Linked DNA regions of Gossypium arboreum: region 1 is linked to region 2. Evidence: chromatin contacts called from public Hi-C data. All regions are on one chromosome and are shown on one strand. Each heading gives the region's core, a stretch centred on a gene start, on an enhancer-like site or on the middle of the called end of the contact. The rest is flanking DNA. Distances are from core to core; before and after follow the strand shown.

Evidence for each region. A called contact is a pair of places that touch in the nucleus more often than the background predicts.
Region 1: a contact with region 2 is called in a Hi-C map of leaf, with 3 times the contacts expected there. The contact joins the promoter of LOC108461233 here to the promoter of LOC108467037 in region 2. A contact is called at or near these places in 2 of 5 Hi-C or Micro-C datasets (both in leaf).

What each region holds. Positions count from the first base shown.
Region 1 is chr2:26,682,492-26,685,191 of ASM2569848v2, forward strand. LOC108461233 (nuclear pore complex protein NUP35-like) reads right to left here and starts at 1,269. Exons shown (of 4, transcript XM_017761008.2): 1 at 1,091-1,269; 2 at 4-580. The coding sequence starts at 578.
Region 2 is chr2:26,242,049-26,244,748 of ASM2569848v2, forward strand. It overlaps LOC108467037 (probable inactive ATP-dependent zinc metalloprotease FTSHI 2, chloroplastic), which reads right to left and starts at 1,414. Exons shown (of 12, transcript XR_008277508.1): 1 at 1-1,414.

The DNA of each region.
Region 1 (2,700 bases), core at 19-2,518, 440 kb after region 2:
TACCCATAAACTGTAACCCATTCTTCCTCGTCCAGATTGCCTGCAGGTACAGAATTTCTTTGTATCTCAGGCCTAGCAACTTCCCTTGGAGGCGGAAGTGTGATTAGAGCACCAGGTTGAACAACACCCTCAACGGGAGAACCCTTTCCCTTGTCATCCTGCTCATTACTACTATTCTTTGCGGGTGACCACCAACTCAAACTTGCTGAGCTCTGCTGATTCTGCTGCCCATTAAGTATAGCAAATGAAGTGCTAGCCCCTGACTTGCTCTTTGCTGGAGTTGAGAAGTCACGTCCAGAACTTTGAACCGGGCTTTTTGGGTCTGACTTGATTTCGGGAGACATAGGATAATCCAGTATACCAGATTCAGGAGAAAAATCTGAACGGTCCTCCAAGGTGTACATTGGAGGAGGTGGAAGATCTGAACCTCCAAAATTCTCCTGCCATAAAGCTGAGACAGCAGCCGCTTGACCAGGACTAGAGAATTTCCCTCTCCGGGCAGAGATCGGTGAGGCCAAATCTTGGTAAAACAATGACTGTCTCCCCGATTTTGGAGTTCTATGAACTACAGTGCTCATTTCTTTCGTTTATATGAGCACTTTAAAAAGAGTTCAGTATAAATATCATGTCATTACCTTTCCCAACTTAACTAGCCTATCTAAGATTCAATTTCAGGAAGCTCAACATCGACCAAAGTTATCAACAGAAAATTAAATAACAAATAATACATCTTAATTACTCTCTACGCATTTTTGGTTGCTGAGAATTTTATTTAAAAAAAAATTACTATAAAGCTTGATTGATTTATTTATTCATCAAGAAAAGCTTTATTAATTTAGGCCAAAAGAACCAAAGCTAAAGAAACATCGTTTTTGCTTTTATTCGGATTTATTTCCGTTGTCTCAAAGAAAAAAAAGAAGACGAATCAATAGCTTAATGTGCTTTTTTGTTTTTCTTCAATGTTCCTTTCTCGGAAACCAAACTTATGTCCCACATATACCATTTTTGCAGCACAATTCCCTTAACGAAGATTTTCATCGACATTAAACATAAAGTTAAACAGAGAAGAAAAGAGAAAAAGCGAGAGTACCTTGAGTTGAGTTGAGGTCTACTGGGATTTTCCCAAAACTGAAAGGCAGAGGAGCTCTTTTCAAATCAACCGTGAAAGGAATTTTATGAATTTTATATTTGAAACCCTAAACCCTGTACTATTCAAATTTCAAATTTTGGATTTTCAATACTGTTTGAGTTAGCGTCAAATGACGTAAATGTCCTTCAATTTTCCGCTCATTGAGCTTGTTTTCGCACTTTAAAATACTTGTGCCTTTTGTCCTGCTATTAATTTTTGGCTAAATGAACTTTGATGAATAAAACCCTTCGTGAAGAAAGCGCTTAATTAATTTTTAAAAAATTTTAAATTGTATTAATTAAGTTATTTGATTAATATTTTTATTTTTAACTGTTATAATATTTGATAGTGGAGTTAGAAATTTGTATTGGATGGATCGAAATTAAATTGTATATTTTTACGATATTAAAAATATAATATCATTATTTTAATAGTTTATATATTTATAATTGTTAAATGACTAAATTAAATTTTATCATTTTTAGAATGTCAAAGTATAATTTTACCATTACTAATTTAAAATTTTATAAATTATAAAAGGTTTAAATAAAAAAATATTTTAAGGAGTCAAGCCCTTGTTAGCCCCTCGACTCTACTATTGACAATATTAATGTAATCATTAACAATACTAATATAACACTCCACATTAACATCAGATAAAATAAAATAAAAATTCAAAAAATATATAAAACTTTTTATTAAAATAAAATTTTGGAATTCTAAAATGGAAATTCCTTTATATAAGTCCAAATTGAATATAGAAAACCATATCGATTTTTCTAAATTATATAAAATTATTTTTAAAAATATAAGATATTTTAATTCTATTCATATTTTTAACAATATATAAAAACATAAAATATATATATTTTAGAATGTAGATATATATAGATAAATTTTAATTTTATTAATTATATGAGTAAAGTTTCTTTTTTAAATATAAATATATCCTATTAAAAATGTGTATCAATTATTTTTCTTACACATGTAGTCCAAAATGTTCAAGTAATTGGATATATTCAGACTTAAAAAACTTTACACGAACGACTAATTAAATTAAAATTTATTTATATATTTATTTCTAATAGAATTAAAACATTGATACAAATCTCATATTTTTAAGGAAAACATGTTGCTTTTCCTGCTTCTTCCTCTCAAGTTGGTCAACCTTCGTCTGATATCAACATTGCCTTCCTTGACACTCTACATTCCTTGAGTAGCGATGTTCGGGGACTTCAAGATGAGTTTAGATCTCATCGAGATGATGATAATTCTCGGTTGTCGACATTAGAGATACAAATGACATATCTCCTTACTCATTCTCCTTCGACACCTCCTTTCTCTTCTCATGATGATGATTAGAGTAGCTTTTTAAGTTTACATTTTTCATATTGTTGTCCACCACATTTGCACTATTACTTTTGCTCATTTTCTATGTCTATGGCTACTCAAGTAATAGTCCAAATATGATAAACAATGATATGAAAAATGCAAACTTAAAAAGTTGCTCTAATCATCATCATGAGGAGAGAAAAGAGGTGTAAACAACCCAAACCTGACCTAGACGTTAT
Region 2 (2,700 bases), core at 164-2,663:
GTGCTCTCCGCACACGTGCTCCTGACTTCATGAATTGCATAGCCATCTTCAAATAAGGATTCTGCTCACCTCCCCCTTGCTCAGCCTCATCATCCTCCCCCTCAATTCCTTCCAGTTCCCTCTCCAACTCCCTCATCTTTTTTCTCTCTTCTGCCTCTGCCTTCTCAATCTTCAACCTATCCTCGTAATCCTTCTTCTGCTTTCTGTAACTAAGCACCACTGTCCTATAAAATATCACAAAGAACACCAATCCAAGCGCAGTTGCAACATTTGAATCCTGAGCTAAACTGGCCCACATATTTGCCATACTTTGATAATTCCTTCTAGCATCACGCAATGACTCCTCATACTTCCTCTTCCTAATCTCTCGCTTCTTTCTCCTCTCATCCTCCTTCTTCTGCGCCTTCATAATCTTTTCAATCATCTCTCTCTCTTCCCTCATTCTCGCCAACTCCTCCTTTTTTTGCCTCTTAAACTCCTCTCTTTGTCTCCTAATTTCCAGCGCCCTTTTGGACTCCTTCTTCGGCTTAAACCACGACAACATAAATGCAGGCACCCTCCATAAAAATCCCAAATAAGGAGAAGGCACCTCAGGCCTCTTAATTGGAGGTGTATATGCATTAACACACAAAGATTCAATCTTTAACTCATCCCATGAATCCCAAAACTTCCTATCACTATCTATTGAAGGCAAAACAGTTCTTAACACCCTAGAATCTTCTAAAACTACTAAAACTGGCTCTGCCCTTTGCTTCAAACTAGCACTAGGCGGCTTAATTAAATGTTTAAGCTTTCCCTCATGTTTCAAACTGAGAATTTCAGTATATGGAATCCGGTTGGTTACAACTGGAAGATTTTTCGACCATTGTTTTATCTGCTCAGGGGTCAAAGCTTCTTGAGTTTTTTTCTGAGTTTTTTTCCTATCAGATACTTTAACTGCAGCAAGAGAACTTTGTTGTGGAAATGAAGTGGAGATTATAGTAAGAGTAATGGGTAAAGCAACAAAATTGAAATGGGTTTTCTTGGTTTTATCATCATCATCGGAACTATTGCTCTTAGAGCTATAAATTTGACAAGAAATTGAAGGGTAAGAGCTGAAGAAAAATGGGTTTTGAGGTTTGGGTTTTAAAGATGGAAGCTTTGGGTACAATGAAGAACCAAAAGAGAAATGATAAGCCATGAAAAAACAATGAAGAAAAAAAAATGTGAAGAGAATTATGAGTGAAAATGAACAGAAAAGAATTTCACTATGTTAAGAGATCGAAAGAGATAGACTTACGTAGTGAAACGAAACTGAGACATTGTAGTTAAGGTTATTGAACATTCGATTTAGTCGAATAGGAAGCCTAAGACACAGCATTTTATTCTTTTCTTCTTTCTCTTCAAACCTCTCCCGGATAAAAAACTGCGTCCCCGACCAACAAGAATATTAAACCTTAGTGTTAAACGACGCCGGTTAACATCTATAACAAACCCGCATTAATATTTTGGGTAAAGTACAAGAATAATCACCTAACTATGCACTTCATTTTATTTTGGTCACCCAACTATTAATTTTTTGATTTAGTCACTCAACGTTTTGAAATTAAATATTTTAGTTACTCTCCTTTTAGTTGTTGTTAGTTGTGGGCTGGAAAGCTAATGTGAGCTCTTTTTTTATTAACCTAATAACAAATTTAGTCCTTTCAATGTTTACAAATTTTATCAATTTGATCCTAAATAAAAAAAATATAACAATTTCTACAAAGAAACAATTGGATTCTTTCTCACTCTCAACAATATACACTTTCTAACCCTCTTTTCAACCACCATACCTGATGCATCACCATCTTCAACTCACCTTCACCATATTAATTTCATCTACTCTCAAACCTAACAAACACTAAAGCTTCTATCATCAAACCATTTTTCCTTCAGCCCAAAACTAGTTAAACAACCACAAACATCACGAACTCACCATCTTACCCGTTTGCACGATGCTATCACCATCACCATTTTCCCCTCAAGTCCTACACACCACTCCCACCAACCATTTACTCGAGACCCGCCATATGCTAAGTCTCAACCACCTCTCTTTTAACCCTAACCCAAAAGCAACCCCAAAATACTTTAAAATCCTAGCATACACAACACCCTTAATACTTGATAGTCATAAAAACAACCAATAAACCAACAACCATTAAGATCTTTACTTTAGAGAGGAAAATTTAGCACCATATGCAAAAGAAGAAACAAACCAAAAGATTTAGGAAAAAAAAAGTGAATTGAAAAAAAAAACAAAAAGAACTCATATTGACTTGGCTTGGCTTAGTTTGGTTTAAGTGGTTCGGGTTCAACTCTTAGTGATCCCAACAGAAAAAAAGTTAATTGTTGACCAAAGGAGTAAAAGGAGGCCGAAACAATAGTGGATAAAGAAGACAATCTAAATAGTGGTGCAACTATTAGAGAAGTAGCAACGATTGGTGGTTGTGGCACAACATTGGACAATCAAAGGTTTTGAAAAAAAAAAGAAAGAAAAGAAGAGAGAAAAAAGTAGAGGAAGTGAAAGAGTAAATAGAGAGGAGTGTCAATGGTGCTAGATGCTGATAAAGGTGAGTTGAATATGGTGATGCATCGTGTATGGTGGTTGATGAGAGGGTTGATAGGTGTCTTGCCGATAGTGAGAGAGGGATCAATTGTTTCTTGATAGAACTTTTTAGA